Regions from separate parts of the Mus musculus genome. Here all the other regions are linked to region 2. A link is a contact called in public Micro-C and promoter capture Hi-C data. All regions are on one chromosome and are shown on one strand. The core of a region is the stretch at or near the end of the contact, and the rest is flanking DNA. Distances in the headings are between cores, read along the strand shown. Region 1 holds the start of Dgat2 (diacylglycerol O-acyltransferase 2). Region 2 holds the start of Rnf169 (ring finger protein 169). Region 3 holds the start of Ucp2 (uncoupling protein 2 (mitochondrial, proton carrier)). Region 4 holds the start of Gdpd5 (glycerophosphodiester phosphodiesterase domain containing 5).

Region 1 (6,768 bases), core at 1,085-3,584, 800 kb before region 2:
GATAACAGAGACTTTGCTAGAGCACCCTCCCCTACCCCACCTAGTCTTTCACCAAAGTAGATTCCAGAGAGTTAAACTGACTAGTCTGCATTTCATATTAGTCCTGGTTGCAGTCTATGAGGTAATCACACCCACTTTTTTCCCCATTGTATTTTCTACATTGAACATCAACATGGAGAAATTCTCTTGCTATGACAGTAAAGAACTGCTCAAGAGCTGGAGGACAAATTCTGAGTTAAAAAACAAAAACAAAACTGTCAAAAAAAAAAAAAAAAGAATTTAACAGGCATCCTGCTCTTGGAAGACAGAGGAGAGCCCAGGAAGAATAGCTCCAGGAGGGGCCATAGCAGACCGCAGGCAGGGGCCATTACCCAGAGACTGAGAATATTTAAAAGCATTGACATGGGCAGATCGCGTCCTTCCCTGTTAAGGGAATCAAAAGGCCCAAGGAAGAGAGAAGCACTGAGAAGAGGCCAGTGGAAGCTGTAGGCTGTATGTGGGGCAGCTCCAGGGGCTTGCCCCCTAGGATGGAAACACTTCTCCAGGGGCAGATAACCATAGCAACAGTCAGCTAGGACTGGTGCCAATGCCAGGTGGAAACACTCTGATGGAGCCCCAGCATGGGTTAGCTTGCAGCCACCAGCATGTGAGAATGGCAGACATACAAATGGTAAGAAATATTCATGCCGTACCATTAAGAGAAGACTGAATTTAGAACTGTGTGCGCGTGTGTGTGTGTGCGTGTGCGTGTATCTCTATCTCATATTCTTGACTTTATACAACATGTACTAAGAGATGTAACCACTAGATAGTTGGTTTACCAGCAATCTTATTTTGTTCCTGATTGCCTAAACTTTCAAGATTACCACAACTAATATGTCCTGGAACTAACTCATCCTGTAAGCCAGGCTGGACTCACTCTCAAGAGATCTGCCTGCTTCTGCCTCCCAAGTCCTAGGATTGAAGGTGTGCATCACCGCTGCCCTTTCTAAGGAAAACTGGGGTAGCTCGTTCCTCCTCCTTCAGTTTCTGCAGCTTCAGCTAAGCAACGTGGGGTGCTTTGCCTTGTATGGAAAAGGCTGAGGTGTGATTTGAACTGTATGCCCCCCTTCCCCATTCACTGAAGGCCTCGGTTCTATCTTGAAGGCAGACACAACTTCTAGAAGGATAATCAACTTAGGCAGATCTCTGTGAGTTCAAGGCCAGCCTGGTCTATAGAATACCAGGACAAACAGAGCTGTTACACAGACTAAACAAACGAAAAAAATCCAAGGGTTTCCCACCCCTCTTCTAAGTATGTCAGACTCAGGGTTGCGCTGTGAGGGCTTCACAGTCTGGGTTGGCCCACAAAAGCTGGGGCAGAGGGCAGTTGGGGCACACCTGGTTCCAGGCAGGCATGTTCTCCATCCAGTGACTGTTTCAGGGGATTACAAAACCCTACTTACCACCCTGCCCCATCCAGTTCCTCCCAGCCAAATCCTGCTCCACCTTGTGAGGTAGATCAGTACTGGGGGCTGGAGAGTGAAATATCACTACTAACTGAGCTGAGTGGGTGGTGTCGCCCTCAGCAGCTGGGGGGATGGCAAGTGATGTAACACGTGTTGCAACATTAGTGAGTACCAGGATGGAGAATGAAGCCAGGCTAGCCTAGGATACCAGGTTGCCTGGCTCAAACTGGGTAACCAGCCGAGCTAAGCATGAATCTTGCCTCATCCTTAACCAAATGACAGGATGCAGAAGAGTCAAGTTCCCCTAAAGAGAAGCTAGTTGTAGTGGCACACCTGCAATCACAGCACCTGGGATGCCAAGGAAGGAGGATTAAGAGTTGGAAGCCAGCCTAGGCTACAAGGCGAGACCTTTTAAAAACTGGAAATAATTGTCTGGGACTCCGACCTGAACTAGCTAGCCGTCCGTCCAGCACAGGGCAGCACGCTTTGGCCAAAGTCCCTTCCTGAAAGTCGTCTTGCTGTGGGTGCCCTCAGGATGAAAGCCCTAGGGATGACTGACACTCACCCCATCGCCCAGACCCCTCGCGTGACAGGGCAGATCCTTTATTCTTGTTTTCGCTGCGGGCAGCTTCCGCCCGACGCTCACCCCGCAGGACCCCGGAGTAGGCGGCGATGAGGGTCTTCATGCTGAAGCCAATGCACGTCACGGCCGTGCAGAAAGCCGCCTCACGCCGCGCCCCTGACCCATGCCCCGGCCGCCGGGGCCAGGGCTTCGCGCTGAGCTCCGGGAGCTGAGGGACAGCGCCCAGGCCGTGGCGGCAGCAGGGCGAGAGCTGAGGTAGGTAGCCGCTGCCACCCTAGATGAGCAGAAAGCCAGCGAAGCGCGGCCACGGCGCCGAGCGCCGCTGCGCGCGCACTTTATAACCTCACAACGGGGCGGGTCGTGACGCTATAGGGCGGGGCAAAAGGGTCCGCCCCGGACTGTGCCATGTTCTTGTAGGGGGTGAGACTCCCGGCGATAAACTATGCACAGAGCCCAGGAAGGCAGCATGGCCTGAACTGTACGGTTCAGAGTCTATAGAATACGGGCAAGGGAGCCGGAGTCCCGGTGTATGAAACTACTCCTGGTTGCCCCAGCGACCGCCTTGTCATTCTCCCAAGCCTCTCTCTCAGACGTTAGTACGGTCCAGCAGCTGGAACGTGGGCAGGGAGTTTGAGCACGTGCGGGACGATCCGGACCGTGCGGGTGCCTGTGTCCCTTTTGGCTGTGCTTTCCTTGGGCAGGCCTAGCCTGCAGTGAGTAGTGTTGGAATTCGTTAGGTTACAGCTGGACCTGACAGTTACCCAAGTGCCGCAGCCTTTCCTTTTACCAGCAAAAAAATAGGAGTGATTGAGTCTTATCAGGAAGGAACCTAGAGCGATGGAGTCTACTACCTGTAATCCTACAATCCTAGCAGCTCGCTCTCTCTCTCCTCTCTCTCTCTCTCTCTCTCTCTCTCTCTCTCTCTCTCTCTCTCTCTCTCTCTCTCTCTCGCCTCTTCTCTCTCCTCTCTCCCCCTTCTCTCCCCTCTCTCCTCTCTCTCTCTCCTCTCTCTCTCTCTCTCTCTCTCTCTCTCTCTCTCTCTCTCTCTCTCTCGCCTCTTCTCTCTCTCTCCCTCCCTCTCCTGTATGTATGCAAGAGTTTGAAGCCAGCCCAGGCTACATAGTGACCCTGTCTCCAAACACCAAAGACAAAGGCAATACTACAAGCATAGTGAGTGATGGACTTCAAGCCCAGTTCCAGACCTCTCTTCCTCTCTTTTCCTCAACTTCAGGGTGTCTTTTGTTTGGCTTGGTTTGCCGGAGGGGGGCAGGGTGTGGGGTTGAGGGTTGTGTGAATGTTGATGTTTTGGTTTTTCTTTTCTTTTCTCTTTTTAGAAATTGGGTTTCTCCTTGTAGCCCTGGCTGTCCTGGCACTATGTAGACTAGGCTGGCCTGAATTTATAGAGATGCACCTTTGTCTGACTCTAGTGCTGAGTGAAAGGCATGTGCCACCACTCGCAGTTTGCAGCTTCAGTTTTCTTTCACATCTGTAAAAACGGGAACACCCGTGATTGTATTGTGAGAGGCTTTGAGAATTGAGGAACTGAGGTATATGGACTAAGCTCACTACAGGCACTGGGACTCATTCCCATTGCCCACAGAGGAAGAGGAGTTCCGCAGAATGAGGGTGTGAGCACAAGCCGAAGGGCAGCATCAGTCAGCATGTCTGGATTGGGGCAGGACCATAGAGACTGTAGTCCTGGCAACGTGGGAGATGGAGACTGCAGTGACATGGGATTAGAAAATCCTCCAGTGTCTCTCTTAAGACTTTGGGGTGGGACTGGGTTCTGGGAGAGCCTTAAAAGAAACGAAAGAGGTAAGATGAATTGTAGGATCCCTCTTGACAGAGTATGAGAAATAAACGTGAGGACAGGTTGCAGTGGGGAGCTGGGTGAGTGGGAGAATCTCAAGCAAAGGCAGTGGTTAAAGGTATGCCCTTCAGAAAAAAGATAGGACTGGGGTGTGGCTCACCTTTGGGTTGCATACTGTAAGGTCTAGGTCAATAGGGCCTTGGGGAAGAGCAGAAAAGAAAGGAGGTGAGTTCTACCTGAAGAGGGGAGAAAGTCCCAGGGCCTGTGACAAATGCCATTAGTGAAACCTAGAAACACTTGCATGATGAGTGGTGGGGCACAAATCTCACTGAGAAAATACTACCAAACCCAGAGAACTGAGTCAACCATAAATAGAAGGAAAAAGATCCTAGGGCATGATGATGCTCTGTGGTAGTCCTAGGTCATTTTATGGAACTAAGGGAAAGCTACTGGCATGCCATGCTCACGGGAGACTCGAGATGGATGTATGCTGTGCAACAACTGTGGGGGGAGAGAGGTATATATATATATATATATATATATATATATATATATATATATATATATATGGGGGGCAGAACAATACACAAACATACACACACACACACACACACACAGCATGGAAGACCTCGGGTCACTGTATGGCACATTCCTGCTCCAGGAGCATCTCTGTAGAGGAGGCCTTGTGCCAGGACCCATGAAAAACTCACTTACCTCTGCTACTGTCCGATGGGCAGAGATTAATCTGGAAGGTTATAAGCCTGGGGTGTAGTCTTTCCTTTAGCAGTGACTTGTCAAGTGTCCTTGCTAAGTCGATAGTTGTTCATCACAAAGTGGAGGTGGGAAGTTAGCCATACCTGTTATAACCTGAGCATGTGGTCAGTGAGGAAGAGGATGAGGTGGAGGAGGAGGAGGATGTCTCCTTCAGGAGCTCAAGGTCATTCTCAACTATGTAATGATTTGGAAGCTGGCCTGAGTTAGCCGAGACCCTGTCTCAAAAAAGAAACAGGAGGAGGGAGGAAAAAAAGGAGACAGAAAGGGTGACAGTTCCTATCTTGACTACTTATGGATCAACTAAAGTAATATGGAAAGGGTGTTACCATTATGCAAGGAGAGTAAGATACCATTATCTTAATGATAACAAATGGCAGGACTTTGGGTAAACGAGGCCCATTGGAAACATTCAGATCCCAAGTTCATGTGTGTACTTCAGCATTTTCCTGTGCACCTTCTCTGGGTCAGGTACTGATTGGAACACACAGAACCAGAACTTGTCCCTGCCTTGGTGGAGACTCAACCAAGAGATGAGACCAGTGGTCAAAGGATGGCCAGGCTGTTGTGCAGGGAAGTGTAAGGTCAGGCCAAGGCTGGCCCTCCCATCCTGGTTGCCATTGCCTGCCTCTGCTGAGCTTGGAATTTACCCAAGCCCAGGAGCCCTTGGTCTATGCCCATTGTGGGTCTAACTCAACCAAGAGGCTCAGTGGACGGTAGATTGGCCAATAGACGTGTCATTTGTCAGGGAACGATAAATGAGAAAGTCAAAATGAGGCAATATTGCTGCTGGATATGAGATTAATCTGTTGGTCAGAGAGGAAGGGCATATATTCAGAGGTTCCAGCATGGGTTCCAATGGAGCCCTGGTATGGCTGGAAAGGGAATGTAGATGGTAAGTTAGGGGGGAGGTGGGAGGGAGGAGGTGGAGTTGAAAGTTGACAACAGGAGCCAAATCTAGGGAACCTTGTGGGTCAGCACACTTTTAATTCCAACTCTAAGGAGGCAGAAGCAGGTGGTTCTCTGAGTCTGAAGCTAGGCTGATCTACAGAGAATTCCAGGACAACCAGAGCTACACAAAGAAACCCTGTCTTGAAAAAACAAAGCTAGTCCCTAGTTTAGACCCTTCAATGTGGGACCATGTACTAAGGGCTTCAGAGGGAGTCCAAGAGCTCCCTTATCACTTGGCTTCTAGGGCTGTGGTCACTGCTTCTGTCCATTGTTTCAGACTGGATCTAGATGGAAAACCAGATGCACAGTTAGAACTTTAAGAGAAGGCATTGTGAGGCTGGAGAGATGGCTCAGCTGACCTTTCAAAACTATTAGCTGGGTGGGGGTTGGGGGGGGCTGGAGAGATGGCTCAGCGGTTAGGAGCACTGACTGCTCTTCCGAAGGTTCTGAGTTCAAATCCCAGAAACCACATGGAGTCTTACAACCATCCATAATGAGATCTGACTCTCTCTTCTGGAGTGTCTGAAGGCAGCTACAGTGTACTCACATATAATAAAATAAATCTTTAAAAAAAAACGGATGAGCTGGGTTAAATTCCCAATATCTATATAACAACTTACAACTGAGCAGAACTCCAGTCCCAGGGGATCAGATCCACTCTTCTGGCTTCATTCAAGCATGTATATGGTGCACAGACATACATTCAGGCAAAACAGCCACACACATAAAAATAAAGAGGAGAGAACACTGACTTGGGATTTCGCCTCTGTAGAACAGTGGGTGCTGGGGCTCGTAGTTGGTATTAACTTCCAGTTTTCTCTCCACACATCTAAGCACCCTTAGAATTTTGTGATAGCTTGTCTGCTCTTCAAAAGGACAAACAGGTCAGCTATAAGGTGTGTTCTAGACCTGTGTCACCTCTCCTTCATTGCTACACATCCCAGCTCAGGAACACAACCAGATATGGTTCAAGGCACACATCCAGGAAGGGCTCGACCAGGGTAAGCGTTACTAAGTGGGCAGTCTGGATACTCCATACAATCACCAGTGCCAGGCTGCTATGAGGTTTTGGTTTTTGTTTTCCAAGACAGGCTTTCTTTGTGTAACAACTCTGGCTGTTCTGCGTGCTATGTAGACCAGGCTGGACTCAAACACACAGAGATCCAACTGCCTCTCCCCGAGTACTGGGATTAAAGGTATGTGCC
Region 2 (6,817 bases), core at 4,196-6,695:
AGCAGGAAGTGTGAACAGGGATGTTTGTGTGGAGACTGTGAGATACAAAGGAAGGATAAATGAGACAGTATGAACCCTATCATCTACTATATTTTTGAAATTTGATTTTAAGACAAAAAAAGAAAAAAAGTCTGCCAGCTTAAAATTGTTATCAGCCTTTGTCTAGCTTATTACTTTAATCATTACCTATAGTGGAAGAAAAAGAATTATCCTAAAAGCTAAAAAGTTCCATTTTCAAGATCAAAGACAGTATAATTTAGAAGCTCTTTTGGCTTTAAGTCAAAATTCTTTAATCATTTTCAATATGACTTAAATACAATTATTATAGTTCTAAAACTATTTACACCTGTGTAGTACATATTTTTAAAATCAACACATTAGAATGCTTTTGTATCTAGAATATAAATTGGATGACAGAGAGTTTTATATTTTGTTTGCTGGTATGAAAAATACTTAACAAAATGTAGCTATTCATTATAAACCCTGCATACTGTTCAAGACAATACCAAAGCTTAGTACAACCTCACAGACAAGGACCTGCACAGCCTCAAAGAATGTGAAGTTCAGCTCAGAGCCAGTCTTGACATGATCACTGCTGTAGCCTTCACACACAGGGTTTTACGGATCAACAAAACTAATAAGCCAGGTGTGGTAGTATACACCTGCAAGCCAGCACACTAAGAAGGCTAAGGGGCTGCTATGAGTCTGAGAGCAGCCTGGATACACAGTGATACCCTGTCTCAAAGTAAATAAATTTCAAGCCACAAAAATGTCAAAAACACAACCAAAATTTCAACAAGCACAAATTATACTTTTATATTTCATAGACAACCCTAAAAGAGAATTTTGAAATCTTTTTTAAAAATAAATAAATTGTGCATGGTGGCCCATGCTTCAATCCCACACTTGGGCGACAAAGGGTGGAAGTCCCCAAGTTTACTGTCTGCCAAGGCTCCACAGGCAAGGTCCTGTCTCAACACAGGAAAAAAAAAAAAAAGAAAGTGGGCGGACTGCAGGAGTTCAAAAGCAGCCTCTGCAACACAACACAACCTAGCCTCAACTAAACAAGCCAGCAAGCAAACACAACAGACTCTCACTTAAACAGCATTGCACCAGGGACAGTCGCACAAAGCAGGCCAACCCCACCTTCTGTACATAACTGTTCTGTAAGAAACCACCAAGAGGTACACTCGCTAGGGCGCCTACAAATGCCCTCCTGCTGCTGAGGTTTCTACTCATGAAATCACAATGCAAATACTTCAGGCTCCTCCATTAACAGCCATCAGGAGCCTCACACCTGCACACTCAGCACTCAGGAAACTGCAGCAGGAGAATAGTTCAGGCTGGCTGGACTCTAACTTCAGATCTCATCAAAAACCAAAACAAAGTCAACATGAACCTTCCCCTGTCCACAGTCTGCACTGTGTCTTTTACACAATGTGTCCCTCTGTTAGCTTCTGTTTATCTACTACCTCACTGCAACTTCTAACTAGTAGTTCTTGCCTCCCTGTCACTTTTCTCTGTGCAACAATGAGGACCCAGAATGAAACCATCCTTAACTTCTTCTTTTCTTTAGCAAACTCTTTATAAATCTGTTCAAGCTATGGGTGACTTCTCCATGGAAATGCATACAGTTACAAAACAACTTTTTTAAAATTATGAGTCGAGAGAGATGGCTCAGTGCTTAAGAGCACTAGCTACTCTTCCAGGGGACCCAAGCTCAGTTCCCAGCACCCACCCACCTACCAGTTCCCAAAAATCTATGACACCAATTCCAGGGAACCCGACACCCTCTTCTGGCCACTTTAGGCAAGCGCGCACATGCACACACACACACACACACACACACACACACACACAAAATCCATGCTGGCAAAACACTCATACATATATACTTTTAAGTTTAAAAAAAATAGCAAAATATAAGATTCCACTTAAATGTTCACCAATAGATAGCTAAATAATGTTATATCCATTTAATAAAATGCCATACAACTGTAAAAAGGCTAAAGACATTTTCTCTTCTAGTATGCATGTATTATTAAACAGAAAAAGAACTTTACAAGCTAGGGAGATGATGGCTCAGTGGGTAAAAGTGCTTGACCTGCAAGGATGACCTAAGTTCAAATCCCTATAAAAAAAAAGCCAGGCCCAGTTACAGGTGTCTGTCACTTCAGCATTGAGGGACAGACTGGGGGACTGTGAGAACTTGCCGACCAGTCAACCTAGCAAAATGAAGAGCTCCCAGTTCTGTCAGAGACCTCATCTCAAAGCAGAAAGGCATAAAGCAGTAGTTTTCAGCCTGTGAGCCTCAACCCCTTTGCAGATTGAGTAACCTTTTCACAGGGGTCACCTAAGACCATCAGAAAACACAAATATTTACATTACAATTCATAATAGTAGCAACATACAGTTATGAAAGAACAACAAAAATAACTTTATGGTTGGGAATCACTACTACATGAGGAAATTTATTAAAGAGTGGAAGCATTAGGAAGGTTGGGAACCACAGGCAGAGAGAAAGGTATCTGACATCCCTCTGTCCTGTGTGCCCATGTAACAACACACACACACACAGAGAACAGTGTGTATAGCATAGCAAATATGTATTTTATTTTGATTTGGATTTCATGCAGATGCACAAACTGTGAAAGAGTAAACAAAACACCGGTGACCCTGGAAATGGGAAGAAAGCACATTCACCGAATGAATACTTTCTCCCATTTCCCTCAACTCACGAGTGATACAAGGTTGTTGAGATTGGTTTTGTTCTGTTGAGACAGAGCCTCCTGTAGCCCAGACTGGCCTGGATTTTATTATGTACTCAAGGATCTTGAATTTATTCTCTAGTCTCTACCTCCCAATTGTGGGATTATAGGCTTGCCCTAACACACTCAACATTGTATTTATTACATTTTTCTTTATTTATTTTGGGAGGTAGGTGCACATGCCACCACACACATGTGGAGATCAAAGGACAACTTTTCAGAGTCAGTTCTCTGCCCTCACTACGGAAGTCCTGAACTGAACTCACTGTTAGGTTGGCACTGCTGGTGACTTCTTGCTGCCCCCACCCCGTTGTTAAAGTTTTAATTAAAATAGATTGTGTATAACTTCAGTAAATACCTACCAATGCTAAAAGATAGTTTCCAAGCCCTACTCAGCAATTCCTTTTTTTTAAGTTTTGTTTTTTAAATGGCTTCCCATGATGCCAATAACCTTGAACTTCTGACCCTCCAGAGTCCACTTCCCAAATACTGAGATTCCAAGTTTGCATCACCATGACTGGCTCGGCAGTATTTTCTATTCTTCTAAAATTATTTAGCTGGACAAACATATGATTGCAATGATCCAAAAAGTAAATTTAGGGAAAATACTTTTCATTATGACCCACATATAACTGAAAGATACTAAGTAACTTAACAAGTCCTATGGATTCTCATTTTAGGTAAATGTCCTTAATCACTAATAGCCTATCCTTTATTTAAACAAATTTCTTTTAGTGGGAAAAGTTTACACAAATCAATAAGCAATGCATTCTTTCATAATTCAAATTTCAAGGTGGATGTTTCATAACAGCTCCAAGAGATATATAAAGAGAACTGCTATTCTATTTGACCATATAGTCAATGTAGTAGGGAGACCAGAGAAATTGCTTATATTTATAATCTCAGAAATTAAAGCAAGCTAAATTGAGAAAATCATATGGAATTGTACTTTCATCATAAGACAAGTTAGTTAATCTCTTTGGGCCTCAGTTTCACCTATAAAATAGAAATAAAGGTACAACCAAGAGCACTGTGATGGTTTTGGAAGGGATAACAAGAAACGCAGAAAGTAAAATGCAGAGCATCTCAGCCCTTAGACTGAAAAACAAGGTGTCTTTGGCAGGTGTCTCTGCTTGAACCAAAAATAGATGCATTCTGGACTCTACAGTTTCTAGGAACTGCACTTTCATATACACACAAAGCAATGCCTTCCTTCTGCTGAAAACGACGTAAGGCAGAATTCCTAACATAAAAGGGCTAGCAAATGGCTTTTCCTGATTCACGGTTCTTGAAAATCTCAGCTGTAGGTATGTTGCTTAGGCTTGCACCAAAGAAGCCTAGGTCTCGGTTCATGTTACAAACGGAATTTTCTATCTCAGACTTCAGCACCAACAAGTGATGGGCTGCCGACGGTGAGAAAGGCAAAGGAGTTCAGGCCAAGAGTCCTACAACAGACCTTTAAGTTGCCAGCATCATAGATGAAACTTACATAGAAAGACAGAAAACAGCCCCCAGCCAAACCAATCTTTGTCTCCAAAACTTAAATCCCACCCAGCTTTCTTCATCAAGCACCACTAACGTTTATGATTAGTATTATCACCAAAATAGATGGCATTTATCTCATCCTGTGTGGCAAGCTCTGCGCTAAGCATGCATATATATATATATTTTTTTTTTTTTTTTCCCAAGATAGCATGAGAAAGAACTTCACACGAGAGCTCATCCTCAAAACCCACTCTGCTCTCAAGTCTGCAAAGCTCCCCCTGAGCCTGGGATATCCCACACCTCATTCTCTCCAGCCCTGGAAGACACATCCCTCCTAGACCGCGCGACCCCAAGCCCTCTGCCCAACACTGAAACAAGCGCTGCTGGGATCCTCCAGGGCCCCTCCCCCTCCACGCACCAACTTCAACATGCCCCTAACTTGTTCCAGGAATTGTTTCCTTCCAAACTTCTGACTTACGCAAGGCGCGGGGTCCCCTCACTGCCCCTCCAAATTCAACACGCGTACAGTTCGCTCCAAAGTTCAACCTTCACCAACACATACTGCGCCTGGGCAGAACCCGGTCGCGACCCCAGCAGAACTCTCCACACCCGCGGCAGCAGAGCCCGGGACCCTCCACCCCGCTCACCAGGCCAGACCCGGCGGCTGGGCCTGGCTGAAGCCCACAGGGGCGAGGGGAGGCTCCACCTGGCTCCGCGAGCGGCTCCGGCTCCGGCCTGGGCCCCGAGGCAGCCGCGCCCCCGTCCCGGCGCGGGCGGCAGGGTTCTGGCTGTCCACGACGGGCGCGCTCGCCCATCAGCTCCGCGGCGGCCTGGCCGTCGTCGCGCGCCCGACGGCGGGCCCAGCCCGAACCGCGGGGACGGCAGCGACGGCAGCCCGGGCCCGCCGCGCGCGAGGCGCAGCCTCGGCACCGCGAGTGGCTGCACGGCAGGGCCGCCACTTCCCCCGGGGTCTCCAGGCACCCGGTGCAGCCCGACTCCTCCGGCCGTGGCGCTGACCGCAACACTAACAACGCGGGGCTGGAGGCCGGGCCCGGAGCCCCGGCTTTCGCTGCCGCCATCTCGTCACAGCGGCCCCTCCGGCCCCGCCGACTCAGAGCTGCCGCGGCCGCAGCGGAAGAAGCCCGAGTGCTCGGACCTGCCGCCGCCATCTTGTTTCCCGTTTGAAGGGAGAGTCGGTTGCGGTGGGAGAGGAGTAGAGGGCGGGGCAGTGCGCGGCGGACAGCTATCTGCATATTCATGAGGGGGCGGGAACCTAGTCCGCCTGGGGATATTTCTCCTAGGGCCTTTCGCTTAGCAGGAGGAGACTGCTTATTAATATTTAATGATTATTCTTTATATATCTGGTCTTTCAGCCCGCCCTCCTGTTTTTGTAGTTTCTAGCACTGAATCTTGAGAGACTGAAAGAATTTATTTGGAATTTTTGAGCGACCCTGAACTTTATAAAATGAACTATAAATATGAGCTATCCAGAAACTTGTCGAAGTACTTCATTTGGTAAGGGCTTTCTCCTCGGGGCCATAGCAGCTTGTTGTGATTAGCATGAGGCCTATCATGACCAAAAGTCTTGAGTGATTGTTGAAATAACAACCTGACCAGCCCTCATTTCAGCCCCTCTCTCTCCACATCCCTTTATGAAGTCCCCTCCCTTGGCTGGGGCAAAAAAAAAAAGCATACTTTATTACACAAACCCTGCTCCTCAGATTACTTCTGTGTTTGATACTTAAATGTAGATACTCTTGTGTAAGCTTGTGCCTTTTCTTTTCTCAGTCTATATGACTCCCTGGTCTCCTCTTTTCTTCCCCATGAAAGCCCACACTAATATCTGCAGTTCAGAGTTATTGAATTTATCATTATGGATATCTGCATGCTCCGTGCACAAACCTAATGTCTCCATCCTTTCAAAACAGCCCTTATTTCCCACATTCTATTCACAGAACCATCTCAAGGGTCCTCACGCTCCCAGCCCAGGCATCTTTAACTTATAGTCTTGTCATTTTCTGGCCAAAATGGCTCTATTTCCAGCCTGTTCCCACCCACTTCTTCATTCCATAAGCCCACTGCATGATTTCTTTCTCCTCATCTCTTCACCTAGCTGGCAGCTGTGACTTCTGCAAACTGACCTGCCATCACACAACCCCTCTTCCTATAAGCTTTGTCCCATGGATCTTAGAGTTCATTCCTACCGGCCAGCTCTGACCACATCATTCCTGTTTAAGCCAGGGAGAGGTGTTGAGACTTTGCTGTGATTTTCCTTTCTGGATACAGAGGATTTAGGAAAAAGAATGGCTCCCCCTGATGGAAAGATGACTGTACTACAACAAGTCTCGGGGTGTTGCCTATTTATTTATTTATTTGTTTGTTTGTTTGTTTATTATTTTTACCTTAAGGTGCATTTGGACCAAGATGTTATCTTTATGGAAAATCACAGGCTTTGTAAAGACATTATTTTTAAGCAACTGTATGTAGAAGAAAGCATCTAGAAGCTCCAGGTTGTCATGAGAGTGTCCACAGTTGGTGGTAACCGATTCAAAGCAGAGTGATTA
Region 3 (7,820 bases), core at 2,664-5,163, 510 kb after region 2:
CACACACACACACACACACACACACACACACGAGAAACTAGGATCCACATATAAGAAAGAATATGCAATATTTCTTTCTGTTGTGTATATATGCCACAGGGCATTTGAGGATGGGTCAGGGTCTCCCAGATTTTAAAAGCAGTCAAGATTGCCATGACAACATCCGGGGAATCCTAAGAGGAGGGATTGACAGTGCAACTGACAGCTCCTATGGTCTCCACAAGAATGGTTGGACCACAGCAGTTGTGGGTCCCCCACAAAACACTCCTTGAACACCACCACCACCTGCTTAACTTCAGGAGTAACAGCAACAAGGCTCACGTGTCTACCAGACTTGGGAACAGCAGTAGCTCTTCCAACTGGGCTTTGATCTCTGCCTACCTTGATGAAAGCACCTGCTTTGCTCCAATGCCACCACCACTATGGGGCCAACCTAGGTGAAGAGTTGAGCAGCTACTGACCAAGTAGCTGAATGTCTGCACCCAACAGTTTCAGCCATTAGAAGAAGAGAACCATATTGGTGGCTCAACTACAGCTCTTGCTTCTTAGCACCAGGCAAACCTGGGCTACATAAAACTCTGTTTCACAAAGAAGTACGGGGTCCTGGGGAGTCAGTAAAATGCTTTGTGGCAAAAGCATGGCGCACTGAGCTCAGATCCCCAGTACCCTAGCAACTACATAATCTCAGTGCTGAGGAGGCAGAAACAGGAGGGTGCCTGGGCTATGCTGGACACTGCAGCTAGTCAAATCAAGTTCCGTGAGACCCTGCTCCAAAACTAAGACAGGCAAACGTACACACCAAACATACACATTGCTCACGGCTTGCTTCATGGCTCTTTCACATCTGAACAGGGCTCCGCTGTGTAGCTTTATGCGGGAATCACATCTCACCTGTTTATTCCAGTGCCCAAAGAGTTTAAACTTGAGAAACTAGCAGACGTAGTTTAAGGTTGGCATCATTATTTACCATATGTTTCATTATTAGCTGTTAATGCATATGTTTTTATCTATTATCCTGGGCATCATGATTTGATATGCTCACAGTGATGAGTCACAGGATGGAAGCAAACCTCTTTCTTTTCTTACTGTGTAGGCCCTGGCTGTCCTGTAACTCACTATGTAGACCAGGCCACACCTCCTAATGCATCCCAAATACCAACTGGGGACCAACTATTCAAACACACTAGCCTCCAGGACCATTCTCATCCAAACCCCCACAACCAGAATGAAGATTTAAGCTCAGCTCTTTATGTGGAAAAGTCTTACTAAAGTATCAATGCAGTAAATGCATACGGATGAGATGCTGGACCTACTGCGGAGAGCTGCAAACTGAACCATTGGCTTTTTTTTTTTTTTTTTTGACAGTGTTAATACAAATTCATGTGGTTTCAGCTCGCTCTGCTGGCCAGCCAGCTCTCGTCCCCTGTACTGGGCTTATAAGCACACCGGTGACCCACGCCTAGCTATGTATACAGGCACTGGGAACTCTAACTTGGATTCTCATTATGGCAAAGTAAGCTCTCTGGCCCACAAAGCCATCACTCTAGCACCTCTCTGCATTTACATTTATCCAAAGTCTAACAATTCATTTGCTATTTGAATTACATTTGCTACTTCTCCATTTTTTTTTAAATCAAGAGTTTTATCAATATAAATCTACAAACAATACAGTTCAGTGGCAGCACATACCTTTCATGTCAGCACTCGGGAGGAAGAAGCAGGTGGATTTCTGTGAGTTCAAGGTTTCAGCCTGGTCTACAGAGGGAGTTCCAGGACGGCCAGAGCTGTCACACAGAGAAACCCTGTCTCAGAAAATAATAATTACAATTATTATTATTTCTTTTAAATATTACATTATATTAAATAATTTATAAGTTATTTTTCAGTAGTGGTATATGCAGTGTAGTATACTGAATAGAGTTTTAGCCATCCCCATAATAATTCACACATTCATCTATGAGAAAATGCATCTTTTAATTCTTTTTTTTAGATTTATTTATTTTATATATGTGAGTATACTGCTACTCTCTTCTGACACACCAGAAGAGGGCATCAAATCCCATTACAGATGATTGTGGAAAAGCAGTCAGTGCTCTTAACCATTGAGCTGTCTCTAGCCCCACATCTTTTAATTCTTATTTGACCAATTTTTAAAAAAGATTTATTTATTTTATGTATATGAGTACAGTGTAGCTGTACAGATGGTTGTGAGCTATCACATGGTTGCTGGGAACTGAACTCAGGACCTCTGCTTACTCCGGCTCCACTCGCTCCGAGTCCAAAAATTTATTTATAACTATATATAAGTACACTGTAGAAACACCAGAAGAGGGTGTCAGCTCTCATTCTGGATGGTTGTGAGCCACCATGTGGTTGCTGGGATTTGAACTCAGGACCTTCGAAAGAGCAATCAGTGCTCTTACCCACGGAGCCATCTCACCAGCCCCTTCACCAATTTTTTAAAAGAGTGGTTTATTGGGTGCATTGCGAGTGAGCAATGGGCAGAGTAGAGTACTGTCAGCTTTGTAAGATCACCACCAGCTATGTTGGGATCACTATCCACCCACCAGCTATGGGGTTTTGCCACTTGATAGTGAAGGTTTATTTTATCTAGTCTTGTTTAAAGTAAGCCAGCTGGCTAATAAAGCCACACTGGGTGTTCAGGATCCTTTCCTGGGTACGTTTTTAAGCACAAAACCCATGTTTTAGGGTGACATACTTCAGCTAACAAAACAAGTTAGCCAGTAGTGGAACCACAGAAGCCAAAAGGTAAGATCAGTACATTTAGAGATTTTTCCAGAACGATGGACATTGATGGTTCTGTCTGTGTGCTGAGTTTTACAGTTGAATGGTACTTCCATCATGGAGTCAGATGTGCTAAGGTCTGGGGTCCTATTAAGGTCTGGGGCCTCTCACACTTTCTTGTTCTGGAAAATAATGGTTAATGATGACCTGGAAAGATTATCGTTAGGTGCCTGCGCCGCCTACCTGATGCATAGTAATTGCTTTCCACAAACGTTCACCCAGCCCCCTCCTCCCACTGCACTTTCCACAGCAGCCCAAACCTACTTGAGCTTCTATTATAGTATATTCGGACCCCTGGTCCCCGGCTTCCTGCTCTTGGGCGCCTAATTCCTAGGCAAGCAAAAAGGGTTCCACGCCCTGATCTAATCTCTTAAAACTCCGGGGCTAAGGAGGATAAAAACAAAAGAAGAAACCGACGGAGAGTACCAAAGCTTGAACACAAATTGAGGCAAATTGAGACCTGCTTCCTACCCCCACAATGCACGTTAGTCCCCGACACAGGGCCCAAGTATTGCTTTCACGTCCCCCACTCCTACGTGGCCATTATCTCGCTGAGGTCCCGTCCACCTGCTGAGTTTGTCCTCGCTGGGCTGGAGTGCAACAGGCGAGGCTCTGCCCTGCCCTCTTCCTTGCGGGGCGCCAGCCTGGCTGCACTCGGTGCAGAGGGGAGGGGAGGCCAGGTGTTCTCGCCCCACTCCAGCCGTTAGGTGCCAGTGTCCCCCGGGACCTGACTGGGAGCGGCAGAAGGCGGGAACGCCAGCCTTGCCCCGTCACCACACCCGGGTTTGTTCCGGTCCCCGAAGCCCGCGCTCCGCCCGGTCCCCAGGTGCCTTGCAGGGAGGGGGAGGGGAGACTTGAAGGGGTAAGGGGTCGCGATCCAGAGCAGCTGGCCAGTCAGTCTGCCTGTCCTCACAAAGAGATTGTCTGCCCCGGGAATAGAAGGGGAAGATCTGAGACTGGAGCCTCTGGGGGGACCTAGGGGTTTCAGGCAACCACAGATGGAAACGCCTCCTCACCCGGGGGCGTGGGCCGCCCTGGCTCCGCCTCGTCACGCCACGCCCCGACCACGCCCTCTAGACTTAAGTTCTGTAGGCGCGGGTTCGCAGCTACTGTCAGTTCCGCCCTCGGTGTCGTCGGGTCGCCAGCTTCCTGGGCAGCCACCACTCTCCCGCCGTCGGACACAGCCTTCTGCACTCCTGTGTTCTCCTGCGGTCCGGTGAGCGTGCCCCATCCCTTCGCTGGCCGCACCTGCTCTCTCCCACTCCATCTGTCTTTTCTCTTTCTTTTCCCTTCCCTGGAGTCCTAATTTGCCCTCTCTAGGTTTCTTTCCTCCTAAATACGCCCTTTGTTATTTGCCTCTGACGTCCAGTTGGTCGAAGGTTAAAACCTTCATCTCTTTACTTCTTCCCCTCAGCCTCGATGTTCCCAGCCTGACCCGGGCGGGGTGGGGGAAGGGGCTTTCACGTCAGCGAAGATCAGAATGACTGTCACCAGGAGGCTCTGGGCCATGTGCCCTAAAGCCTGTTCTTGTATCAAGGGTTGTTTGTGCCTGGAGGAGCCTTGGAGTTTGTTTGGCCTTTGTTACACTATCTTATGTGGCTGCCTGCCGGAGGTGGAAGTAGGGACACAGGGAGACTGGACCTGCCTTATCCTGATTCAACACAAATAGATATAATGCTCCACTCAACAGTTTTGTGACTGTATCCCCCAGGCACAGCACAGCTGCCTGTCTACATAACTGTCTGAGAAACAAATTTGGAAGTGAGCCAACGTGTGGGAGTAAAGACTCCTGAGTTCTTCCCCTAGACCCTGGCTGCTCTGAGTGAGAACTGAGCCTTGCATGGGTCCCTCCCAGCAAGGCTGTCTGAAAGGACTTGTGTGACAGATGACCCTTCCTTGCAGGGCGGTGGTCCTGCAAAGACAATCTTCCTTTCTAAACTTGGCTTCCTTCCTCTCCCCCACAGGACACAATAGTATGAACTTTAAGTGTTTCGTCTCCCAGCCATTTTCTATGGAAAATCGAGGGGATCGGGCCATGGTAGCCACCGGCAGCTTTGAAGAACGAGACACCTTTAGAGAAGCTTGACCTTGGAGGCCTCAGCCTGAGACCTCAAAGCAGCCTCCAGGTAAGGAGTCCCGGCTAAGGAAGCCTTCTCTCAGGCCTGGGGCCTAGGGCTGCTCAGCAAGACAATAAAAATTCCCCTCCTCCCACCCTGATGAGAGCCTCTTCACAGCTCAGCAATCCCCTTCTTCATCCCTGATCACCTTCTGGCCCGTAAAGATGGCGGACCCCAGTGTATAAGGGGAGAACCTGAGTGGGGTGGGGACTGGTTCCAGGTGGCCTTGGCAGTCAACAGCAGAGCTGGGGCAGAAGCTTATGGTGTGTGTGTGTGTGTGTGTGTGTGTGTGTGTGTGTGTGTTATGGTGTGTGTGTATGTGGTGTGTATGTGTGCTCACGTGTGTGCTCACGTGTGCATGTGTGTGCATGCACGTTTATGTAAAGGCACACGGGTGCTGTGGCACGCACATGAAGGTCAGAAGACAACTCAGGCCTCCTACCATCTGTGTCCCAATGGCAAGCACCCTTACCCACTGAGCCATCTTGCTGGTCTGAGCTTCCATTCTTTTTTTTTTTTTTCTTTTGTCCTAGCTTTTGATGTCCCTGTGAATGAGATTAGAAATTGGGTGTTGTTTTTTTATTGCCTCCAGTGGTTGTCCGGTCCTATAAAGTGGATTCTGTTTTTGTTGGTTCATTTTGGGTCGGGATCTCAGGACCTCTCTTCGGCTGCCCTGGAGCTTTAGATGCAGACCGTGCCTGACAGGATTATCTTTCTAGGCCTGCGTTTTAGTCATAGAAACCTTTAGTACAGGTGATCTTTGCCTCTGGTCCCAACCCTCGAGGACCCGACCTTTGGCAAACCCTACGCTGCATTCACAATGGCAGCTGAGCCACATGTTTTTGATCTGGCAGCAACTGGCAGCTGAGCCACATGTTTTTGATCTGGCAGCAACTGAGACCTCGTCTTTCTGGACTTCACAACATTCTACCACTTAGCTCATGATTAGACAGGCCTGCATCAGACTCATGCACTAATACCTACAGAGGAGGTCTGCCCAGAGCGTCTCAGAACTGTTTAATTGGTCAGAAAGGGCTTCCATTGTGAAGGGCCTTATCTGAGCCCGAGACTGAGAAAAACCGGGAGACATGAGGCACCGCGGGGCTGGGCAGACAGTGAGCCTGTGGACATGGTTCTGAGCTCTCCCGTTTAACGGGGACCCAGGGAGGGCAGGTGCCTTCCAGGCTGCTGTCAGGATTTCTCAGTGGAGTCGGAGTGGGGAGCACTACCTGGGAGAAGACTCCCCCGTGAGGAGTCAGGGAGCACCTTCACCTAGACATTGACTCCTATTCTCCCTGAGCTCCAGGGGCCCAGACTCCTGACTGAAGTCAGGCTTTTCCTAGAGGCGCCCTTGAGCCTGTTGTCATGGTGAGTCCCTCTGATGTCCCTGTTTGTCCCAGCCTGGGTGAGCTGTTTTGTTTCCATGGCTGTCTGTGTTCACAGGTGACTACCGCCACATCCTCCCTCCACCCGCTAGGGCTTTCCTCCTCTGCCCCAGCAACACAGGCAGCCAATCAAGATGGGCTCAGAGCGATTGCTCCAATGAAAGCGGAGAAGTGAAACTAGGGAAGAAGAAGAAGCAGTTCACCCTCCCCACCCCCACCCCACCCCACCCCCGCTGGGTGCTGGGCTCACTTCCTCCTAGGCCTTAGAGGAGGGTGGTGTTCCAGCTCAAAGAACAAAATGGACCTTTTCGTTTCCTGTATCTTTTCTGCATAGCTGTGAGCTGTGCCTCCCATCGAACCACAGATAACTGAGCATTTCCCGACACTGGAGGAAAACAAACAGGCAACCTGGCTGGCCAGGTGCCTTGCCCAGTGCCTGGCCATGAGCCTGCAGGGGTAGGCAGCGTCCATCTGTAAACCTGAATGGGGCCCAAGCTGGGTGGGGGCTGCTAGGATGGAATTCATCAAGGTGTCTCATGTCTCCCTTCATAATTACATACCAGACAGGACCTCTCCTGTTTAGGATCCCAGAGCAAAAGACTGAGGGGTTTGCCTGCCAGGTCCTGCTCTGATAGTCTTGTCCTAGTCAGCCGTTGGGATAAGTCCCACAGATCAGGAACGGGGCCTTCCTCTGCAGTCTCTGCCAGGAGATCAGGAGCTGGTTGGTGGCTTCGAGGGTGACCCTGAGCCACACCCCCTATACCAAATAAGAGAGGAGTTCTTCACTGAATCTCAGTTCCTTGGCAGGAATTGCTTCCCAGACCCTACTTGACTATTTTTGGAGCTCTCTCCTGGTTTCATCCTGGACCCTCCTGAGATGTGCTTGGTGCCTTGAGGGAAGGCTGGGCAGGGGTAGGTAGATGGTGGCCAGGGAGGGGCTGCTGATACTGATGGCTTCTCCCCTCTTGGCCTAGAACTCCGGCAGAGTTCCTCTGTCTCGTCTTGCCGATTGAAGGTCCCCGTTTCTCCAATTTCTCTCCATCTTCTGGGAGGTAGCAGGAAATCAGAATCATGGTTGGTTTCAAGGCCACAGATGTGCCCCCAACAGCCACTGTGAAGTTCCTGGGGGCTGGGACAGCTGCCTGCATTGCAGATCTCATCACTTTCCCTCTGGATACCGCCAAGGTCCGGCTGCAGGTGAGGATGGAGTGAGGGTCCTGATGCTGTCTAATCTGCTCCCTCCCTGGGTCAGACTCCTTGGCAGGGATGAGGAGCCTGGAGCTGGCGGGAGATCAGCAGAGCCATCTCCCTGTGCTCACAACCACCCCATCTTGGTCTTTCAGATCCAAGGGGAGAGTCAAGGGCTAGTGCGCACCGCAGCCAGCGCCCAGTACCGTGGCGTTCTGGGTACCATCCTAACCATGGTGCGCACTGAGGGTCCACGCAGCCTCTACAATGGGCTGGTCGCCGGCCTGCAGCGCCAGATGAGCTTTGCCTCCGTCCGCATTGGCCT
Region 4 (7,248 bases), core at 2,788-5,287, 600 kb before region 2:
TGTGAACAGGGCCCCCTGATTATATTGGATTTATTAAATCCTTAGGTATTGTATGTTACTTTCTAAATTGCTGTGACAAAAAGCAACTTGGACAAGGAAGGAAGGGAGGGAGGAAGGGGTTATTTTGGTTCACAGCGTGAGGCTCAGTTCCTCATGACAGGGAAGTCAAGGACGCGGTATTATGGGTCACATTGCAGTGACAGTCAGGACCAAGAGTACTGAGTGATGATGCTCCGCTTGCTTCCTCCACTTTATTCAGACTGGCACCCCAGCCTATAGGATGGCACTGCCTCCACTTAGGGTGGGACTTCTCACATTAGTAAATCCAGTGTAGGGCCAGAGAGATGGTTCAGCAGTTAAGAGCACTTCCAGAGGTCCTGGGTTCAATTCCCGGAAACCACAGGGTGATTCACCATCATCTATAATGGGATCTGATGCCCTCTTCTGGTATGTTGAAGACAGCAACAGTGTACTCATGTGTATAAAATAAATAATTCTTTAAAGAAAAATCCAGTGTAGAGCCCCCACCACCATGACCACGTGCCCAGAGGTTTGTTCCCTGGGTGATTCCAAATCTGGCCAGTCTGACAATGTCAACCATTCCAGGTATCCAGTGCTCTGATGCTCTCCCTGTGGCAACACTGCTGCACAGCCAGCTAAATGAGCAACCCCTGTGTTCACAGAGAACTTGGCATATGGCTGCATGCAGAGTCCTGGACCAAGGGCTCTGCCTAGAGAGTGTCATTGTCCCAGCCTGGGTATCCAATATGTGGCATATTACTTGGTCTAGCACAGGGTACATAGGGTCATAGAGTGAGAGAATGAAGCACACTATCTCAGTGCAGGGCCAAGGGGTCCTGTCCCATCCCTTGTCCTTAGAAGCTTCTAACTGGGTTGGGAAACTGACTCTCATTGCCCTAATCCCTGGGCATAAATTACAAGAGGGGGGCAAGACTTCCATTGCAACAGAGCCCACAATGCTGCCCACTGAGAGACCTGGAGAGGCTTCCTGGAGAAGCCTTTAGGGATGGGGCATTCCCCTGGTGGAAAGGGACACACGCAAAGACTTTGAACTGGTGGAGATAGAGACCAAGGTGGAAAGGCATCCAGAATCTGCAGGTGCAGTGAGCTCAGCTGAGCCCACCAACTGCTCTAGACAGTGTGCTGCACAAGGATAGGATCACCTCTGCCTGTTAAGTCTTAGTACCCACCCATCCCCACCCCACCCCTGCCACCACCGAGCACGGTGCCTTCCCATCACGCACAGAGTGCAAAGTTATCCAGTGAAGAGAGTTTATACACCAAGGTGGCCTATTTAGAGAAGGAATGCAAAGTGACTGATAACTGTCAGCCTGCAAGCGAGTGTCCATCTAGGACGAGAACACAAAGTGCCCTCTGCACGGACACTGCGGAGCGGCATCTGCAGATCGCTCTGGCTAGATGCACAAGGCTCTCAGGAGCCGTGGGGTGCACAGAAGGCTACTGTCTCCTGTCAGCCTCCAGGCATGGCTTCCAAGCCAGGCCATGCACTGACAGCCTCCCAGACAAAGCCACCACCAATCATCCACTGTCACTCTGTGGCCTCCCTCACCACAAAAGGCCAGATTGCCCCAGATCAGAAAACTCCTTCTCCTCCATAGGGGCAGCCAGAGGGCAAACGTGGGTGTTTTGAGACCTGAGCAGCCGTTCACCACTTGCTGACCTTAAGTGGGCCTCAGGAGTCATCGAGGAAGCTGTGTTCTGAAAAGCTTTTTTCTTTTGGACATTCTGTCCATCTGACCTCCTGAAGAGGCTGTCCTAACAGCCAGACAGCTCTACTCTGAGAACCTCATTCATTCATCTTCTAACGCTGAGGTCTCTCAAGGGCCATGGTGGGTGGGGACATACATCCACAGAGTAGCTCCCAGCCATGAAGGGGGAGGGAAATGAGGCATGAACATTCTTAAAGAATCTTCCATGTAAGCAAATCAGACTAAAGGCTGCCTGGGAGTTCAGGATGGCATCTCAGAGAAGGTGACATTTGTGACTCAATTACTGAGTCTAGGCAAGGCTCTAGGACACAGCAGTCAGGCAAGCTGATGAGCACTGGCTCTCCAACTCTCACCTCAGTCCTGCAGGGGAGCAGGAATAAACTCAAGGTGGGATTCACGACAGTCCAGGAGGACCATAAGGGCAGCCACTCGGAGGAACTGTGTAGGGATGATGTTCATTGTTAGCGAATCTGAGAGAGGTGTGAGGGAGGGGGGGGGGGAGAAGAGGTGGAAAGACAAGGAGCTACAATAGCAGGCTAAGAGTTCAGGGCTCCGTGGGGCTGACAACTGAAGGCTGACGGTTCTTGGCCAAGGGGAAGGTATACGAGATCTTGGCACCCTTACCAAGTGTGATATGGATAGCTTCAATCCTCAGGCAGGCCCTTGCCACTCCCCTAGGCGCTGTGTTTTAAGGACACTTGTTTCCCTACAGAACTCCATCATGTTGACAGTGTGCTGAAAACTTCTCACAGCCCTCTGCTAATGGAATCCAAACTCCAAGCTCCTCCTAGTTTGATCTCATCAGCATCCAGCTGGGCTGTGGGCTCAGGAGGATCTTAAGAGATCTTTGGTCCTTTGGATAAGTCTGAACTCCCTTCTACCTGCCTCGCTGGAATCTCCCACTTTGACTTTTGCTCTACTGCTGCCAGGATTTCTCAGGAGCACGGTCAACTCCTACTAACCTTGCTAGCTTTTTTTGACCTCAGTTTGCCTGTAACCTGCTCAGGGAAGCCTCTGCTAACCAATACGAGGCAGAGATCTCTGGAGGTGTCCTTTGTAAGTGCTGTTGTTTCTGTCAGGAAAGCCATTCCTTTGGTCTTCTAAGCCCATGTGGTTCCTCACTCATTCGACTGTCAAGTTGCAGTGTCTTGAGTTTCTTTAAGGTGGTATTATTATGTCTTGTGAGACAGGCTCACACTGGCTTCCATTCACTGTGTAGTCAAGGATGACCTTGGCATCGCCTTAGGAGGCTAAAGCCATCTTCCAGAGCCAGTCTAGTCCAGGAATGTCACAGAGTTGGTGGATAGAATCCTATACCAGCAACAGCAATCTGGAAAACACCATGCGCCCCCTACAGTCTTGGTCCACAGCAGTGACAAAGGGGTTTCACGCAGAAAATTGATTTGAGGCTTGCAGATGAACCTGGGCTGGGCTGCCTCATCCTAGGGCTCCCCAAGCCAATTAGTGACTTAAGCCCTGCCCACGCGCACTCGCAACACTCATTCATATATCAAACCCTTCACTCCTGTTCGGTGCCTCACACAGGACGCTGGATACTTCAAAGACAGGGAGGGGTGGGGAAGGTGCACAGCCGACAGAAGTCACGATTCGAAGTGAGCTGTCCTCACACACCTCCGCTCATATTTTTGAAACTGATAACGACGTTCCTCCCTGAGCCGCAGAACTCTGGGAAAGGGGAAGTGTGGGAAACAGATCTGCTTTTTATTTTTACAAACTTTTTTGCATCGCTTCCTAAAATCAGAGCCTTGCACTGCTCCCAAATGCTACTCAGTGCAAGGAGCCCTAGCAGCGGGGAGGAGCAAGAGGCTGGCTGTATCACGCTACGCCCCAGGTTCCGCCATCCAGGGACATCCCAGTCCTAACCTCGCCTCCTCCATGCTTCGCCCTTTCCCACTGCTGGCCTCGTGCTCAGTCACAGTCAACCCAGGCCCCCGAGCCCACCATCTTGATCTCCAGGCGGCTGGCTCGCTTGCTACGCGCAGCTTTCATTGTCCTTCTCCAGCGGCACCAGACCACGCTCAGCAGAGTTCCACCCCTCTTCCACTCTCCCATTGGCTCTTGCTGCCCAACTGCGCCGGGGACCGGCCTAGCAGTGTCTCTCACGCCCCGCCTTTGCTCCCGGCCCGGCCAGGGGCGGGGTTTCTGTTGGTCCCACCCTTTAGGGGAGGGGCCAAGCTCGCAGGCGCTCCGGAGCTGTCTCGGCAGGGCTCGGCTCGGCTCGGCTCGGCTCGGCTCGGTTTGCAGCTCGGGTGGGGGTGGGCGGCTAGGGTGACAGCGGCAGTAGCAGAGGCTGCGGCGCGAGGCTGAGCAAGCGGTGAGCGGGGAGCCGGTAAGAGGAGGAAGTGGAGCGGCGGCCCGGAGCTCTGGAGTCCGCTGCCGGCACAGGTCCGCCCAGATTTGCAGAGTGAGCGGCGTCGGGACCTGGGCAGACTTCTTCGCCTTGCTCCGGCCGCTGGCGCTCCGCCTGCCCTGCCCTGCCCTGCCCTGCTTGTCCGAGCCCCGCATTCCGCGCCTGGACTTTCCTAGCCCCGTGGTCTGGAGCTGCTGGGACGTTCGAGCCCCGGCCTTGATCCGGAGTTCCGAGACGGGACGTTCTCGGCCCCATCATACTGACCCATCTCTGCTGGAGTGTCCTCCGCCCCCTGGTCGGCGCAAGGTGGCCCCAGCTCTGGGACTTGAGTGTAGAGGAGCCGGGACGCCCACCGGCCTCCAGCTCCTGGAGAACCAAATCTTCAGCTGCCTTGGACCGAACTGCTCCGGACTTGAAACTGTACTGGCACCGCCCGGGTCCAGCGCACCGTGAGGGGTCCCAAGCAGGCAGAACAGTCGGACCGAACCCCTGGGCGAGTCGAAGCTGCCACCTTTCTCCGCCCTAGGTTAAGGATCTTGGGGTGCTTGCTCCCAGGGGAACACAGGGGCTTCTCCTGCCACAGTCTCCAGCGAGCGGAGGTTGCAGGTGAGAGCCCCGGATGCGCGGCGGGAGCAGTCCCGGGAGCCTTAGAGGCAGGGCCCGGGTCAGCGGAGGGCGTGGAGGGGACACGGGCAGAGAGTGAACTGTTTAGGAGAGGGCGCGCGAAAGATAGTAGAGAGAAGCCCGCACTTATTGAGTGCCCATTGTGTGCAGGTCCGAGCCCCGCCCTTGCACAAGTCGTTCCTTATCCAAAGCTCATAGCAACCCCGAGATAAAAGCTATTGTGTATTGTTATGGGCGCAGACAGTTGGGGAAACTGAGGCGTGGCAGGGTTGAGGTCCTCTGCCTTCCATGTTGAGGATTAGACTGGGGAGAAGGGAGAAGATAAAGAGAGAAAGAGCAAAGAGGGAGGGGAGAAGAAAAGAAGTGGATAGCCTGCATGCACGTGAGAGCTTGGCAGGGTGGGGGCCTCTGGGGCATCGAAATCCAGGCACTGGTCCTGAAGCCGAAGAGGTCCTTCTTACCAGCCACTCTTGGGTCATGGGCATGCCACCTCCCAGGAAAGGTGAACCTGCGTTGAAGGCAGGGCTTCCCTGTTCCAAAAGATCTCTTCCCGGGGTCCGGGCTGGAGGGACAACCTGCTTCCCATAGTTAATGTCCCCAAGTTACTGAAGTACTCTTTATCTGTTAAAGGACTCACCATATTGGTCCCCAAGACACAGCCATGTGGAAGCTGGAGCTGTGGTCCCTCAGAACTCAGCCACCTTCCTTTGGCATTATTAATGAGGACACTGAAGACTTGTGGGGGGCACAGTGACCCCAGGTCCTAAAGCCAGTGAGTGGTTGAGAGAGAAGTAGACCTGAAAGATTTCCAAACATCCATCAAGGGGTCTGCTCCCCTTCCTAGTTCACACCTTTTCGGTCTGTGGCTAGGGTTTCCCCAGCCCCAATATGCAGTTGAGGTAAGCGTGTATGAGACTGCAGAGAGTGTGTGTGGTTGGAACTGGGGCTCAAAGAAGCCTGACTCCAGTCTCTATGTGCAAAATGGCCCAGGGCAGACCTTCTCCAGGTCTTAAGGTTAGGGCTGCCGGATCTGGGGACACACAGTCCAGGTGCTTGATTCCCAGGCAGAAGTTCCTCCTGCTCGCTGCCCTGGGATCTTTGTAGGAGAGGGTATTGTGAAAGAGCATTTGGCACGGACTCTGTGGGCTCTTGTTCTGGGTGGGGCTGGGGTGGCATATGGCCTTGGTCTGGGCACTATGGCCCTGGCTGGAACTGGTTAACCTTTGTTGGGCTGGACTCCCTGGAGTGTGGGGAAATTACCTTGGAAAGCCCCTGGGAGATGGAGCAGGGTCTTAAAGACGAGAAGCCTGTTCCTGGGGTTGGAGGGGTTCGAGCAGCCTAGAAGGTGTCTAAGGGGCTTGGGATTCCCCCTCCCCCACCTCTGCCTGAGGATTCAGATCTCATAATAATCCTTGCATCTAAACAGAGCTCCCTTTTTGATGAACTAATTTCACACCTGTGATCTCATTTCACTGCGTGCTGGAAAGAGCTGGGAACCTCCGGTGAGGCAGAGCAGGAGACTAGGGGAAGCCTCCTTCTGAAGTCTCACCTGCAAGATGGGGGTCAGAGCACGGTGCTACCTACTCGGAAAGAGAGGGTCCCACAGGCAAACTGTTGAGTGCTAAGGAGTTGTGGAGCTTGTCCAATATGGGCTTGCTATTTTAGGCTATCTTGTGTGGGAAGCTGAGGCTCAGAGAGGTGAAATCTTTGACTCAGGCCTGCTGAGTTTGCTTCAGGGACTATTTAAGTGTCAACTGTGAAGTGTTGTAGAAGTGATGCAGGTGGGCTAAGCGGCAGACTGGAGCCTAAGTGGCCAGTGGTCAGTGCTGTGTGGTAAAGAAGCTACTCGGCCTCCGGGGTCACGGGCAGCCATGTTACCCTCTGAGCCCTCTGCTTTTCTAGGAGAGTGGAATGGCTCTCCCACCAAGATTAACTGAGCTAAAGATACACAGTGCCTGGCTACCATCCAGTTCCTTCCCTACGGAGAAAGGAAACTGGAGTTTTGACCAGGAAGTCTGGGAAATCCTCAAACTTGTTTGAGGTTAGAACACACACAGGTGGCAGTCACAGGCTGAGAGACTTCAACAGCTTTGTCCATCTCGGTTCCTGGGCAGATAAGGCTCCCTGTGCTTCCTCTCCTAGTTACAAAGCCTTCTCTAATCTACTTGGAGACACTGGGAAGGGGCCCTGGATTCTAACAGTCCTCACACCCACTGTGGCTTCCTGTGGGGCAGGAGCTGGTGTCCATTCCCTGTGGCCCATTGTCTGGCCTCCCTCAGCACAGGGTACAGTGAATAATTTATCATTCCCCTCGCTGGGAGGCAGGCTAGGGAAATAGCAGCACTCTGCTGTGCTTCCGCCCCTCCAGAGGAGGCCAGGGGCTCCTGTGTGTGCCTCAGTCTGGGTTGTGCTCTGCGTGTGTGTGTGTGTGTGTGTGTGTGTGTGTGTGTGTGTGTGTGATGTGGAACAGGACAAGGAGAGAAGGACCTATTATCCACTAGC

Evidence for each region. Promoter capture Hi-C pulls out the DNA fragments that hold promoters and counts their contacts. Hi-C and Micro-C count contacts between places; a contact is called where the count stands out from the background. Capture Hi-C pulls out chosen DNA fragments and counts their contacts.
Region 1: a promoter capture Hi-C map of liver shows a contact between it and region 2, with 2.9 times the contacts expected there. The contact joins the promoter of Dgat2 here to the promoter of Rnf169 in region 2. A contact is called at or near these places in 1 of 39 promoter capture datasets (liver), 1 of 115 datasets of contacts at active chromatin or transcription factors (pancreatic cancer cells) and 1 of 9 other capture datasets (liver).
Region 3: a Micro-C map of embryonic stem cells shows a contact between it and region 2, with 5 times the contacts expected there. The contact joins the promoter of Ucp2 here to the promoter of Rnf169 in region 2. A contact is called at or near these places in 4 of 484 Hi-C or Micro-C datasets (all in embryonic stem cells) and 1 of 115 datasets of contacts at active chromatin or transcription factors (memory CD8 T cells).
Region 4: a promoter capture Hi-C map of pre-B cells shows a contact between it and region 2, with 4 times the contacts expected there. The contact joins the promoter of Gdpd5 here to the promoter of Rnf169 in region 2. A contact is called at or near these places in 4 of 39 promoter capture datasets (hematopoietic stem and progenitor cells, hippocampal neurons, liver and 1 more), 2 of 115 datasets of contacts at active chromatin or transcription factors (bone marrow-derived macrophages and pancreatic cancer cells) and 1 of 9 other capture datasets (liver).

What each region holds. Positions count from the first base shown.
Region 1 is chr7:99,180,379-99,187,146 of GRCm38.p6, forward strand. It overlaps Dgat2 (diacylglycerol O-acyltransferase 2), which reads right to left and starts at 2,335. Exons shown (of 8, transcript NM_026384.3): 1 at 2,014-2,335. The coding sequence starts at 2,134.
Region 2 is chr7:99,975,013-99,981,829 of GRCm38.p6, forward strand. Rnf169 (ring finger protein 169) reads right to left here and starts at 5,446. Exons shown (of 6, transcript NM_175388.3): 1 at 4,960-5,446. The coding sequence starts at 5,422.
Region 3 is chr7:100,489,445-100,497,264 of GRCm38.p6, forward strand. Ucp2 (uncoupling protein 2 (mitochondrial, proton carrier)) reads left to right here and starts at 3,914. Exons shown (of 8, transcript NM_011671.5): 1 at 3,914-4,021; 2 at 4,770-4,931; 3 at 7,282-7,504; 4 at 7,651-7,820. The coding sequence starts at 7,379.
Region 4 is chr7:99,377,481-99,384,728 of GRCm38.p6, forward strand. Gdpd5 (glycerophosphodiester phosphodiesterase domain containing 5) reads left to right here and starts at 4,038. Exons shown (of 18, transcript NM_201352.3): 1 at 4,038-4,728.